Linked DNA regions of Oryzias latipes: region 2 is linked to region 1. The links are chromatin contacts, called in public Hi-C maps. All regions are on one chromosome and are shown on one strand. The core of a region is the stretch at or near the end of the contact, and the rest is flanking DNA. Distances in the headings are between cores, read along the strand shown.

Region 1 (7,842 bases), core at 1,955-4,454:
GCAGAAATCAAGAAAAGGGAAATGACTTGTTCTGTGCCCTGTGGTTGTCATCATTCTGTCTTTGGATTATATTGTGCACAGACAACTGTTAGTTCAAGTCGTTTTATCTTCATAGTGACTGGTCAAATGAACATGAGAGCAAAACACCAGAACCTGCTGCATAAACAACAGTCATGATGTAAGACTTTTTTGCTCTCTGTTAAATGGAACTGCATCTCCCCACCTGCAGGAACTGCTGGATTTGTACCTCATTCCCACATCTTTCTGATCTTCAGTATTTTTAGAGAAGCAAAGGGAAAGACGTAATACTCAGGACATACTACTCAGCTTTTTAAAGGCCCACTCCGATAAAAATTGTGTTTTGGTGTTTTTAACATGTTCTTGCGGCATTTTTCTGACAATGGAAGACGTGTATTAAGACGATTAAGTCCAAAATTGCATTTATTTAAATTGTTGTGAATCAGGAGCAGACAAAAAAAATGCAGTTCTTAAAATTATTGTATTTGTTACGTAGAAAATATATTGGGTGTGCCGTTAGCTCCCTTCTCCGTTCTATTCTGATGCATCCACTTGTAGACGACTAAATTCATTTATGTCTTTGTTTTCCTCGTCTGAGCTGGCATCTGGCGCAAAACTGTACAGCTCTAATACTGTTTGCCCTTTTTATTCCACTGGTAATGTTAGCTTGGTGATATGAGGGGCTGTCAGCTAGAAGGAGAGCTCAGCAATGGGTGACGGGTAGGGGAGCGGGGTTGCTCCACATCAGCAGACTCGCCAAAAACCTGAAGCCAGATTTTTATTGAACCATTGCTGCTTTGTAGAAACTTTGTCCTAGAAAATCTGTATTTTTTTTTTTATTTTGAGTAAAAAATTGGATAATTCAAAGATGATCGGAGTTGGACTTTAATCATTGTTGAATTTCTGTGAGTGTTTTTAGCGGGTTTTCAAAAAATGTTCACGTTCACTGCCTTTAACTCTGAAATTATTAAATATTCGATTGTGATTTTTTATTTTTCGACAGTTCTTTAATGTCTTTTGTTCTGTGGATAAAATTGATTAGATTTTTATAATGGGTTCATTTGCAATGGTGGATGTAAAAGATGGTTTTCATTGTTCTGCCTTATAAAATCACTTCAGTGCTCCTGTCTGCCATCTAAACACAACCAAAGAAAAAAGACCCAGACTTGTTCCCATAAAGACTTCCATAGAGCTTTTACATTGAAGTCCAAAAGATTCAGTGTTGGGTTGGGGAGAGAAATTCCACAGGATAACATCATGAACATACATATTTACTATTTGGGTTAAAATCCCACAATCCATCAGTTTCATGATACATGTACATGTTGTGTTTTGCAGAAAGATTCTGAGAAAGAAGGATGACTCCTTGAGTACTCAGCACACCAACAGCCTCCCGAAGTACCAGAAGGTCATAGAAACCTGCCAGCTGGCTGAACTGCAGACACCATGTGAACAACCAGGACAGGTAAAGCAAGAGGAGTGAAACAACTCAAACAAGAGTCCACCACCCTCAGAATTAGTTGTACCACAAAAATTGGTGAACAATAATTTGTCCCTGTTGAAGTGACCTTCATGCTGCCTGTTGGAGAGTTCTGCAGAGCCACAAGTGAAGCAGCCATGTACAAGTGCATCGTTTGGTTTATAATGGGTCTCTTTTGCACAGTTTTTTGCTCCATTAAATTTCGGGTACTTTCCTTTTCATCTGTGCCCATTAATTTTCTGGCAGACTAACAGCCAGATGGTACAGTATACGGCCTTGGAGCAGACAGGCCGGAGAAATACAAATTGCTACAAATTTCAGGTAGTGTTAAATGACAGACAGAGTTTCTAAGGGTCTGACTAATGCCGTCCAGATCCGTTTTATGACCGCATGATTGTGTGTATGTAGCAATCACTAGTTATAGACAGAAAGGGAGCAGCTTTGGTTCAACTAAGAAGTGTGTGGTGCACTTGGAAGTGTGAGTCCAGTGTTTCCTGCACGATCTAACTTCCAGTTTGAAAATACGCTGATGATGGACTGTACAATGTGACTTTCTTGCTTGATTATTTGTTCTGCCTCATACAGAATAAAACCAGGAACCGTCCTATAAAGTCAATTTTTAAACTTTCATTGATGGTTGCAAAACACACTCAAATAAACAAGCATTGTAGATTTTATTATGAATCTGGGCAAACCTTTCGTCCCTTGTTCTGCGGCAGCAGTTCTGCTGTGTAACCGGTTCAGCTGATCTTAACGGGTTAAAGCTCTCAGAGTAGGGTGGACAAAGGAAAATGATCAAGAAAGACTGCGATTGATTTCATTCTTTAGTCACAATACGCGTCTTTTCCTTGCATCTTGTTCAGTGCTCACATGACTGCTCTGCGGGGCCTGAAAGCTCCTCCAGAAGAAACACGATCTGACCTACAAGTCTTTGTCTGGACCCTAGTTCCCAGGCTTAGTTCTGTTCGTCTACACCCCGCTCCAACAGCATATCTGTTCACTTTATGCTGAAATGGAAGAGGAAATGTATTTCACGAATGCAAGTTGGTGACCTGGTGCAGAATGTCCACAGTGAGAGCTTTGCAGCTTTAGTTTACAGTTGCATCTGTTGGATAAGTATTTATAGTTATTCTCCATGTTTATTGTGTTGCAGAAATGGCACTGTGTTGAAGAAATTGCAGGAAAATTAAGGATACAAAAGTGTAAAGATGGTTCCAAAGAAGGCACCGGTAAGAGAACCCGCAGCCTGAAGCCTGGCAGCAGTCATGACAACAGAGAGAAGGTCTGTGACTGCGAGGACACTTTGTACAAACCATCCAGGATGGATCGTCGCTCCCACAGACAATTATCTTCCTCGGCAGGCCAGCGTGAGTGTCCCCACCCCATTTCTTCTTTAAAGATGACACATCATTTATACAACACTGCTTTGGAGTGTTGGTGTTTAAGAGGGCTTTAGTTCATCATTTCATTTCATGCCAGATTCTTCGTCTGGCTTTAATTTATTTAGAAAGTAGACATCTTTGTCTCATGTGTCAACACCACACTGAAAAACAGAAGTCTGTTCCAACTCTGTTTGAAAACAGGCTAAAGCAGATTCTTGTAAATAACAAAATTAAAGAAAAGAAAAGCAAACATCCCTCTACATGTGGTGGACGGGGTTGTTTTCTGAATGTTTTCGATGCCCTCTAGTGTAGCGTAGACAAACTGCAGCTGTATCGCCGTGGCCTCAAGCAAAATCAAGTAAACATAGAAAAAGATGATGTGTGAAGCTGATGCATTTGGTGAAGCTTGACTTCAGTTTTTTGTTTTGTTACAGGTTACCGTCCCCGGTTTGTTCACACACGGCATGCCAGGTCCCTCTCTGTGGAGTTCGAGGGTCAGATTTATGACATCGACCTGCAAGCGGATGACCTGACATCTGTCCGCCGCCGGATTATCTCCAAACGCCACTACAACCCTGAAGACCCAGACTACGATGTGGGGTCCGACGACGGCTCAGAGGAAATGCTGGCGGATGACACAAATGCAGTGGGATACCCCAACTCTGTCAAAGTCACCCACAAGTAAGAAATTACTTCATGGTTATATTTTTTAGGGTTTTTAGTTCAGTTTGTCAAGTTTTGTGGGGTATTTTTCAGATGCTACATCTTGATGAATGACAGTGTTCACTGTGAGAGAGAAATCTACCAATCTTCCAAAGCCTGGAAAGATCATAAGAGCTATGTGGATCAGGAGGTAAGCATCAGAGTGTGTTCAGATTCTAGTTGTTTTTAAAGGCTCACTCCAATGAAAATTTTCCTCATGGAGGCGGACATATTTAAAGAAAATTAAAACTGTGTTTCTGAGTTATTCTTTATTCAAATCATGGTGAATCAGAATGTTTTACTCGCCTTTTTTTTTGCACTCCTAATGTTAGGTTGGGATCTTGAAGGGCTGTAAGCTAGCAGAAGAGTGTGTAAACAAAGGAATGATCTAAACTGTTGGCAGGCTTACACTGCTCCAACTGTCATGCCCACAACTCAGAGCAGAATTTCTAATGTACCACTGCCAGAAAGACCACTGGGAATGCTTTTAAAATAGATTAAAAGATCATTTGGACTGGGACGTTAAGTAAAATAAGTGTTTTTTCAGATTGAGGCACTTCAGGACAAAATCAAGAACCTTCGAGAGGTCAAAGGCCACTTGAAGAGGATACGTCCAGACAAGTGTGACTGTGGAAAAGGGTAAGCTTCCACTTACATCTCATTTTTGTTTAAAAAAATCTTTCAGTCTCTAAAGTTAAAAGATATTCCAATGGTAAATACTTCAAAATTAAGTTTTTAATTGTGTTGGACATTAAAGACCTGGTTGGTTTTCTTAACTTCTCTTTTTTTCTCATGAAATCAGTTACTACAGTAAAGGACTCAGAAAGAGCAATGACAGACTGAAGAGCCGGCCTGATCAGCTCCACCCATTCAAGTGAGTTTCTCCTAAATTCTGGCTCTCTAACGCAGTGTTTTTCAACCTTTTTTCTCGGCACACTTTAACCTTGACAAAAATCCTGCGGCACACCGGCATCCAAAAATGTAAAAGAAAAAAAAAAGGAGAAACTCATTTTCTGTATTGAACTACAGCTCCTCTGCAATCTCACATGCATTTTTGTGATAATTGTGGCAGAAAAAGCTGGAAGTTGCAGCTGTTTTTATTAAAAGATGTAATAAAAGTTAAGTTAGAAGATTTAAAAACTGTTTGATGTGTGTTTGTTGTGGTTTCAAGACGTTTAACAAGGAAGACTCGTTGTGCACTGAGTCACTTTAACCCAATGCATCATGGGAGATGTAGAGCAACCAGCCGCAGAACGCAGACAGACTAGCGTTTCTGAGCTTCATTGTTTTGTTCACATGTTCCACGGTCTGATACCGGATTCTGTGGAAAGCTGCACCGCTAAAGACGAGCTTTAGCTGGTCTTTTTGTTGGAACTAAGCGACTTTATGAGCAGAAACGGAACAGGGAAGTGAAGACTTGAACCACTTCTGATTGGTCAGACTTATGACGTGTAATTAAGCCTCCAAGAATGATTGGTGGAGACAGTTAAAGGCGCGGGACTTTTCTGTAAACAGCTGACGCTACGGCTAAATCGCGGTACCGTCATTCTTATCAAAATGTCTTTAATAGAATCAAATAAACACAAAGAAAAAAGTATTTTACGATCTTTCATATTCCTTACTACTCAGTGTTTTTATCAGGGCCTGTTTGGATGAACACAGAGCTGATAACCTGGAGATGGAAAATGTTTTTAGATCAGTTAATGAGGGCAATTTCCCACGGCACACCTGACCATTTTCCACGGCACACTAGTGAGCACACTGGTTGAAAAACACTGCTCTAACGATTTCATCTGCAGCTGATTACTGGGAACTGTTCAGCCATGACCGTACAAGTGTGACTTCAGACGGGATGGTGAACAGGCAGTAAAGTGTTGGCTTAGCCTCAGGCTGCATGTGATCCAGAACACTTGATTGAATGTTTTTGTTCCCTGAGTGAAAGTTAAATGTCAAAGGAGAAATTTGGTTGTGGATCTGTTTTATTTTTATGTGGAAGCGACGGTTTGTAGTTAATTAAGTCGGAGTGGCTGCTCCCAGAGGTGGTAGTCATCCAGAAGAAGCTGGGTGTAGTAATTGCTTAAACATAAAAGTAAACATTCTGTCATAATCTGACGTGGATGAGGCTTTCTGGAAGTTCCCCCCGTCGTCATCCATCTTTGTGGTTGCTGGCACCAAAGAGGCTTGGGGATGAGGTCATATTTGCTTCCTACTTCATGTTGGCAGGGAGACCGTTCAGGAAAGCGACGGGAAAGCCCAGTTATACAACGAAATCCGGAGGAGGAAGAAGGAGAGGAAGGAGAAGAAACGACAGAGGAAAGGAGACGACTGCAGCCTGCCTGGCCTCACCTGCTTCACACATAACAACGACCACTGGCAGACCCCCCCCTTCTGGACATGTGTGTACTTTTCATGTAACCCTTGTGCTATCCTAGGCACTTTAACATTGGGAGTTGGGTCATCTAGACCCACTAGACGGTGCGCTGAACCTTTTTTCTTCAATAATTTGTTAACCTCACTGGTGTCCATGGATTACATTCAATCTTTCCTCCTTTATCCACCTTTGTCATGGTAGAGAGAACACGTTAATGTAAGGGTGGGGTCATCTAAGATGGCACTTAATCATTCACTATTATGTCAGTTTTGGTCTCTATAAAGACTGCTTTCATAATGTTTACACCGTTTCAGCTGATTTGCTCACTTTCATGTCTGCATGAAAAGATCCAAACCAACAGCAATGACTGTTTATTTTTCTCTAGTGGGTGGATTCTGTGCATGCACCAGTTCCAACAACAACACCTACTGGTGCCTGAGAACAATCAACGAGACCCACAACACGCTCTTCTGCGAGTTTTCCACAGGATTCTTGGAGTACTTTGACCTCAACAGCGACCCCTATCAGGTGAGTGCAGGACTGTGCTGCATATTCTTGTTTTTCTAGATAAGGTGTTTGTCAAATTTTTGTTTGCATGCAATGATCTCAGAGGTTTTCCTAAAGCTGTTGAGAAATTTCCTTTTTGCAAAAAATGTATTTTGTTGAAATAAACAATGCAACATTCATCTAACATTTCTCAGGTTAACATGATAATGTGAAGGAGTTTTAACCCCATGATGCCTAATGATGTAAATATATATCAAACAAACAAAGATAAAAAACCAAAAGTGATTGTTTTGCATTGCTGGAAATAAAACCAGGCAGCAAGGTGTTAAGCTAAAGCCTTATCATTCCAACTTAAATGATAATTTCACTTCTTATGTTAAAATTCATAATTTCTCCACTACAAAACAACAATAAGTCCAAAATAAGGCTATTTAAAATGGACTTCAAGTCTCTCTCCAATCATCTTTTGATCTATTTTAAAACCGTTCCCAGTGATATTTTCACTATGATTACACCATTTTTAGCCAAACTAAAAAAATCTGGGTTGTTTCTGCAGAGTGGGAGTAGTTGATTAAAAATTTGATGCAGAGTACCCCCCCCCCCCCTTCCCTCTCTGTTGCTGAGAGCTTAGAGCGGGGAGCTTGTGGCTGTCCAGTGTATTTTCTAAGTCACAAATAAGCTCTTTTTCAAACTGCATTTTTTTTGTCTGGTTCTGATTCACAACAATTTGAAGAAATACCCAGAAAAGCCTGCATCATCATAAAAATGACATAAGAACATGTTAAAAACATCAAAAACATGACTCATCGGAGTGGGTCTTTTAAGGTTTATACTTTGGATGGTCATTCTAATTGAGTTGTTATTTATAGGGGGATGTGGGGTTTCATGTACACTGTTGTTATTTTCAAATGAAGGTTTTTTTTGTTGCGATTTGTCATTTGTTTAGCTGGCCAACACAGTATACGCTGTGGATCGGGACGTCCTGAACACGCTGCACGCTCAGCTTATGGAGATGAGGAGCTGTCAGGGGCACAAGCAGTGTAACCCCCGCCCCAAAGGTGCAGATGCAGGTAAAAGCTCTGTCCTTGGTCATGTAATCTTAGCTGAACAGTGGGAAGATTTTGCAATGAAGTCTTATCTTTTTTACAATCAGTAACTGAAATAAACTGTATTCCCTTTCTTTTTATAATCACTGATGGATAATTACAAATTATAATATTTTCTCACTAACCTTGGATAGAAATGTTATGCTTGACTCTTTTGCTGTGAGTGCGTTTCAGAGCGGGTCTTGGTGGACATGCCTGCATGCTGCATGTGTTTGTGGGACAATCCTGGTAGTGTCAGGTGGAGGGCATCACATCCGTGGGTGACATTTCCTTCTT
Region 2 (7,842 bases), core at 1,576-4,075, 250 kb before region 1:
TTAAAATGCAACAATTAGAAAAATGCTTTAATGTATTAGCTGCAGAAACTCAATCCACTTCTTTTTTTTTTGAATTTGCTAAAATAAAACTGGTTTTGGTGCATTTTGTGCTTTGAAAGATGTGCTGCTTTATTCAGAGAAGAACAAAGTAAAGAAGGCTTTACTTGAGCTGCTCCCAGTGATAGCTAATTACTTCCAAATGAGTTTGGGCAAAAGGGAAGGGCCTTTGTGTCACTCCTAATTTCAATATGTCTAAAAAGTTTGCTGAATTCGCAAACTAAAAAACACCCAGACAAAAAAAAACACTTATCTTGGAGATTTTTATTATTATTATTATTATTGAAGGGGCAATACAAGTACCATCAAGCATGCAGGAAACAGATCTTACAAGAGAACATGTGTGTGAAGAGAGATGGTCACAAACCTTCATCAGTCCCAGAATTCCCTTCAGGGCTCGGACCTCCTGCTCATTAGTCGGAATAATCCTGAGGACTTGATCGCTGGAAAAAAAGTGGCACAAGAGTTTTGTTATCGCTGGAATCAAATTGCCCTGAAGGGGTTTGAACAGCACTTCTATCCACTTTGATCAAGCGCTCCTGAGTGCACCTCATTTCAAAAACATCTGGGCTGTGGAGTCATGCAATGAAACTTGGCTTTTGTGTGAGCTAACAGGGACACTTAGCAGATTTAAGATGCCAAAAAGGGATTTCTCTTCCAGATTCCAGTAGATGAGAGAACCAATGACCATACAGCAACCTGTCTGACCTAGACACTAAGAACATCATTATAGGATTATATTTCCAGCTCTGTAGGCGGCACCTGGAACAGGTTTCTGCTGCCGTTTACATTTTACGTTGCAAAAGTCTACCAAAGTTATCCTACACACGTATAGTAAATGTTGCAGACATAAGGTTTTTATTTTTTATATCCTACTTCTAAATAACTTTTTATTCAGCTTAAAAACAATACATATTCTTTTACAGACACAATACAATGAAAAGTAAGACCTAAACAATGAGTCTGGTTACACAAAACCCTCGATGGGTTAGTCATGATAGGTTTTTGATTGAAACGCTTTAAGCAGATAATGCGTGGCACTCGAACGTTTTTGTTAGACTATTTTAATGCAAGATGACAGCAAAACAGTTTTTGTGAAACACAACAGTGAACTGAGATGATTAATACAACAGAAGATGTTTATGCTTTTGCTGATAATTGGAACTGAACATGTAAGCAGAGAGGCTCAACAGCATTTGTAACTCAATCTGAAAAGCATATCCTTTATCTTCTTGTGCAACAAAACAAAGACCTTCTTTTTGTTAATCCTGAATCTTCTAAAATGCTGTGTTCACTCTGAAAATCTGAAAACCAACATTTTATTCTGTTCTTTTTTTGAACCCCCTTTTGTTTTCTGTTCTTTTAAAAATTATTTTAAAAGAGGACTTTTCGGTTTAGTGCAAGTGATGGTTCTGTAACCCTATTGCCTTATAGCATTAAAAGGAGATGAATGAGAAATTAGAGGTGGAGTAAAACACCTTCTACTAGAAATAGTGGATAAGAATTAGGAGAATATATGAACATAAAGAAATATTCAACTTTAAAATAAATAGTCCTTTTTGTGTGAACCTTTTTTTTTGTAATTTAAATTCTTTTTGCAACAAAAATCCATTTTTCAGTTGCTTCTTTTCTCATTTTTACAATGGATGACTCTCCTGGGTGAAAACAATTTGCTTTTAGCTCTCAAACCCAAGACATATTTTTGACATGTCATCACTAAAGCTAGAATGTTGTTAACATTGTCAGAGAGGTATAGAGGTACAAAGTGTTCAGTTAACATGTTAGCTTTGCAGACCTTTGGGTCATAGGAATATCTGGGCATCAGACATGTGCTCAAACATATATTTGCACAAAATATGTAGTCTTAAATCTTAAACTAATGATGTGAATCCATTTATATTCAAATCTCAGTTGTATGAGACAGGCAGTTTTCAGCAGTGACAGTCTTCCCCTGCCCCTACATCAAAGGCTCTTTAGACACAGGCTATAAATATCTGTACATACCTAAAGTCTTCTTGTCTATATGTTTACTCAGATTAATGGCCTAACTAGCTCAAAGTCTCTTGACTCCAGAAATGTGACACAAGCAAAAAATACGTTTTTCTCGTCTGTTACGGTATACGTGTGTATTCTTTATCCACACAGGCTGCTTGAGCAGGATATCTGACCTTTTTAAAACTGTCATTTTGGTAATCATAACCACGCAGAGAACTTGGAGTTGTATTTGAGTAAAAAAATCAACAGCTTTTCTGTATCATGCGTCATTTAAACAAACAAGGATAGAAAAGCTTGGAGAGTGAACTTAATGGTTTACGCAGAAAAACGACAGATGGATCACAAAGGCTTTTTTTGTTCATCCAAGATAAGAGACTGCAAATAACTCTGGAGTGTTTTTCCGGTCTCTGTCTCTGAACTTGAGCAGCAGTCAGGGCGGCCCCCATAAATTAAATACATGAGAGAAATGTGTGTTCTCACCCTACATAGCGGTTGTTGTAGAGAAATGCGCCTGCAGGACATAGCAGGGAGCTGCAGATCATCACAGACGTCAGTAAAGCTGGGACGCGGAATGCGCTCTGATGAACCACAATCAACCTTGACGAGAACATCAGAGAGCAGGAGACAACTTCCATGATGCCGCTCAGCCGTGCGCTTCCGGTGCGTAAAAGGATCATGCGCTCTTGGTAACTTCTCCACATGTGGCGCACAAACAGCTCGCTCCTCCGCGGGGAATCGCGCACCACCTCCGCTCCGCTGCAACAGTGGAGGGAGTTTTCAGGTTAGGTTTTGTAAACTAGGAGGGCCATAGTCACGTGGTCCCCAGGCAGTTGGCGAAGTCAAAACTCCATCCCTCCTTGAGCGCCAAGAGAAAGATTTGTGCACACATTTGCACGAGCAAAAGTAAATACGCGCCTTTGCATTGCTGCCAATGCGTAAAAAAGGAGATATTATTAGTATTTTTTAAGTTGTATTCGTTAAATACAACCTGCTTTATTGATATCACTCAAAACAAATGTATCTGGAAGTTTTATCACTCGGGGAAAGGAACAACATCCTCGTATAAATCATTTACTGTGGCTATTAGTCTCTTTAAACTTGTTTTTTTGCATAAAAACCTAAACACAAATAAGTGACGAGTAGAAGAAATCTAACCTAGAGGTCAAAGTCGCCTAATTTTGTTAGCTGAGCTCCTGAGTCTGTCAACTACGACCTCAGTTGGCTCGCACCCTGCTGGAATTCCTCTGTGGAGCTGGAGAGGACTTTTCCTTTTATTCCAGCCTTCGTGCCTCCGTTTGATCCTCCACTTATCACCCAACACGGTGATTAAATGTTTAAGTCAACCGCCTGCCTCTTCCTTTTGTGAGTGCACGGCAGCACATTTTTCTCATGCTTCTCTCTGGTGTCAACAGTGGGCCACCTGTTTTGCACCAATTACTGTACAAAAGTTCTCCAAACACACCCTTTCGGCCCCGCTTCCAAACAGACGCAGCGCTGTGCGCTTGCTGAAAGAAAGGAGGGATGAAACAAGTTGTCTCCAATTACACTTCAGAAAGGCTGCTGTTTTATCTCACGGGTTTAGAATAAAATGGCAATAATGACGTATAAGAGCACATTGAGATATGATCAAATCATATATTTGTTTAAGAGCTTTAAGTAAATGTATTCACACACCCAGTGAAAATGTGTTGTGTCAACCCTGACATTCAGCTGATAAAAAAGCAGATAACAGATCATCTGCTTTTTACCCAGCTACCTTTTATTTTATGTATAGTTCTAACAGTAACACACACACTTCAGTCTTTTTTTTAAATGATTTCCTAAAACCAAATCTGCTTTAATTTTGAAAAGAGAATATGAAATTATATTTAGGAGACCGGTTTCGGTTTTCCCCTAAGTCTGATTTGAGTTCCCATGTTTCCATTGCATACAAAGAGGTGTTTTTTTTAGTATGAATGCAATCCAAACATCCTCAGAAAGTCTCATCAGACTTTAAATTTAGCGTGTCCAATATGGAGGTCTTGACGGTAAGTGATTTAAAAAGCAAAATCCAAGAAACTATTCAGCACATTTAAGGTATTAGTCATGATGGTTGCTTTATCATGAATCTGTTTTAGAGTTTTAAGCAGAAATAGTATATTGATGAAAAGGTTTTTGTGTTAACCCTGACCAGATCAGAAAATAACAGGTCTTCTGTTTTTCTTTAATACCTCCTGCCCTTTCCGGTTTTAACCTAAACACAAAGTTTAGTCTTTTTAAATAATTTTCTGAAACCAAATTTGCTTTGTTTAAAAAGTAAAACTCTAAAATTAAATGTAGGAAATAGGTTTCATTTCTGCCCCAACTTTAATGTTACTATCCACGTTTCTATTGCATGTAAAGCAATTTGTGTTGAATGTGATTCAAACATCCTCAGAAAGTTTCAACAAACTCAAAATTCAGCGTGTCATGTTTTCCAATACTGGAGGTCCTGCAGTAAGTGTTTTAAAAAGCAAGAAAAACATGAAACTATTAAGAAAAAAGTGTGTCTGAGCTGCACTGACAGCTGCACACACAGGCACACATTCATAAAATGATGTTTTTTTTCTTCTATGGATATCATGTTCAGAGACCTACAGGGAGAACTGGCAGAGTAGTGTTTTTTACATTAGGCACATGTTGGGTACCGTGATGCATGGCACCGCCTGGAGTCAGTTTGATGTTGTTTTCTTTACTCTGGACTGCTTTCCTGGCTGTGTGGTACATGTTTCAGGCTCTGGGATGCGGTCTACAGCAAAACGAAGGACTGAGCATCTTTTTAAGATGAACCCCAGCAATCTTAGAACAGCAGGCCCAAAGAGGTTTTTTCATCTTAGCTCTCACATTTATTAAGATTAGCAAAAAATGCTCCTTGATTGGTAAGAATTTAGTGTGGTGATATAAAACCAGGCAAACTGGACAAGTTTAAGGTAGAAGACAGGGGTCCCAAATAGAGAACTGAAGGGTTTATTTATGTATTTTTTAAAAGGTCCTCAGGAACAGTCAAAATGTAGGTAAAATATGTTTCTAAATTTTAAAAAAAATGTAAGAAGGATAAAAGTAACATGAAAAAGTCACATTTTGTCATTTCTGGTTCACTGAAAAAGTAGTGAAAAAGTAAATTTACTTTAAATGTAGTGTTGGAAAAAAAATCAAATCACTAGGATTTAACAAGGTTTCTTTTTTATTATTGTTGGGCAAATTGAGTTTCAGAAACCCACATAGTGAGAGGTGTTGTGGTTGCATTCTTTTTATTGGCTTCAGTTTATCAACTTCCTATGCTAATGTTTCAGTTAACTGGTGACTGGCCTCTACTTATTGTGCACTTTTCTAGCTGTGTCACATCTCCAGGCGCTATGGTTATAGTTCCAGACACTCATACATGCATTCACACACTGATGGACCACCATGTAGGGTCTTTCCCATGCATACTTTGAGATCTGACATAGGCAAGGGTAACCAGACCAGGTTGACCACTCTACCTCTGCACCAATGTTGCCCCATGACTAAGAGTTTTATGACAACCTTCTATCTTAATAAATAAGATATAATTTCAGAGGACTAGCAAACTAAAGTCTCTGGACTTGGGCCCTTCTTGACTTAAACAGAATTACAGAGATGAATATGACTTTTGTATTTACCATTTAAAGTCATCTGAGTTTCATGTTTGTCTTTACATTTTATTATACTTTTCAAAAACAAACTTTATTGCATTTTAATATTTATATTTCCTTGTTATGGAGAAGATGTTTGCAGTGAGCAGTGAGAGAATCATGTGTTGTCATTTGTCACTGAGTCTGTAGAAAAATTCGAAATGAAAAATGTATTTTGGGGTTTTCAGTACCATCTAAGATCACTAAAAAAAAGAAAAAAAGTCAAATGCCTTAAACAAAACCCGTGCAGTCAATTGAGCCAGTCTGTGTCAGAAACTTACCAGGAATTTGTTGCACTGCTTATCTTTTTCTTTTGTTACGCACCACTGCTAGAAAAACTGAAGCACATTTAGCACAATGCACTGATTGTGAACTGCTGGAGCTACAAGCTGAGAAGAATGCTGTTAATGTAACAGAAGATTTGATACTTTGGAGAAATGTTGTATTTTTACCCATTAAAGAACCCCTTTTCTGATACATTTACATAAGCTGTTGTAGGAGTTTTCATTTTCTCCTCATGCATGTATTGGTTGTCTCACACGACTTTCCCTCACAGTCCAAAAACATGTCTTGTAGTGGTTTCTCTAACTTTTTCCTGTGTGCATGTGAGTGTGTGTTGCCCTGCAACAGACTGGCGACCTGTTTAGAGCGTCCCCCGCCTTCAACCAATGGTAGCTGGTTCCAGCCGCCCCGTGACCCCGAAAGGGATTCAGCTGGAAATGAGGATGGATTTATGGATAGGCTGTTGTACTTGTTTTCTGCTGCTTTGTGTGCTAAAATCACAAAAATATGTGAACGCTACCCAATAAGGGTCCACCTGTGAGCTATGTTTGGTTTTTGCTGCTATGAACTGATCACGTAACTGTAAAGCATCTGCACAAAAGTAATGTTTGCATCAGCGTAAATTAACACTGTTATCACCCCTTGTGTTTCATGTTTCCATGCAAGCACTAAAGTGTTTCATGCATGATGACTCAATTTCACCCAGGTATAAGAATAGGAGAAGTCTTGGCAGCATTTCCCAATTCATAAAGATTAAACTAAATTACATATGAGTGGTGTTATTTTTGCAGATCAAGTCATAATAAAAAGTAATACTCCATAAATTCACCTGACCTGTGACCCTAAAACTTCAATTAAGCTTTTTATTTCTGCAAATGTCACCAATAATCCACTAAATTAATTTCCCCCAGGTTTGAGTCCCCCCCCCCCCATGTCTGCATGAATGCAAAAATCAACACTGCCCTCTAGTGGCCGCTAAGGCACAGTACAACCTAATACCTCTACTTGCTGGGTGTTAAAATATGTAGTACCTCACATGACCACCAGAGGATGGTGCAGGTCAAGATTTATTCCGATTCAAGGGCCAATCCACAACTCACTAAACAAAACGAACCACAACTGAGACCTACAGTAGCTAAATAAACTCTCCCTCTGGTGCTGGTAAAGTGGGCCACCCTCCTTGTTTTTCTAGTCTCTGCAGACAATGTTGGACCCAAACTCACAGCAGAACTCCCTCAGTGACAACCTCACAGTCTGTTCTACATGTTATACTCTGCCTTATTATCTCCACTCCAGTAAAACATTTTTAAAAGATTGTTTAAGGGGCAAGCATGTTTACATTTGCACCAAATTACCCTGGCTGTTTTCTAATGCAAAACAGAGACGCTTCACCTGCAAGAAACTCGTTCAGCCCTGGAGTGAGAGCTGAGAGTCAGAGGAGCTCCAATAAGTGTTCAGCTCAGTAAGAGGAAATTATGTCCTGATTAAAGCCTGATTAATTAGATGTCATAGTTTGTAGAGGTTTGCTTGAACAATTTGCCTCACAGCAGTTTGTGCAGGTACAGCTAGCACACTTCCATTCGATGGGATATTTCTTTTTCTAAATAATTAGAAAGAACATCACAATTATTAGTTCAAATTGTCTAGAAAAACTGTTATCCCAAAGGCAGAGCCCATTGACTCACAACATAAAATTACAGCTATTTAACTATTTAGCAGTTAAAATCAATTATGCAATGAAAATAGAGCAGAAAATCTCTCAAATCAACTGTTCTAAGTAACACAATAAAAAGAACAACATGGAGTTTTTTCTGTTTCCTTCCAGTCTTGCACAGAT

Evidence for each region. A called contact is a pair of places that touch in the nucleus more often than the background predicts.
Region 2: a contact with region 1 is called in a Hi-C map of embryo, with 1.9 times the contacts expected there. The contact joins the promoter of cpa6 here to the enhancer-like site in region 1. A contact is called at or near these places in 3 of 5 Hi-C or Micro-C datasets (embryo and fibroblasts).

The regions. Positions count from the first base shown.
Region 1 is chr20:16,689,188-16,697,029 of ASM223467v1, reverse strand. It overlaps sulf1 (extracellular sulfatase Sulf-1), which reads left to right. Exons shown (of 19, transcript XM_020712655.2): 10 at 1,357-1,483; 11 at 2,652-2,865; 12 at 3,315-3,561; 13 at 3,637-3,733; 14 at 4,130-4,221; 15 at 4,385-4,456; 16 at 5,806-5,978; 17 at 6,339-6,481; 18 at 7,407-7,530. Among protein-coding and RNA genes, the nearest start is that of sulf1, 46 kb to the left of the region's middle. Within about 2 kb of position 3,204, at least 1 of the 8 cell types and tissues checked has an H3K27ac peak or open chromatin away from gene starts, as enhancers often do. A contact at or near this core is called in embryo, where this site is marked.
Region 2 is chr20:16,941,078-16,948,919 of ASM223467v1, reverse strand. It overlaps cpa6 (carboxypeptidase A6), which reads right to left and starts at 2,825. Exons shown (of 11, transcript XM_004081260.4): 1 at 2,533-2,825; 2 at 425-500. The coding sequence starts at 2,753.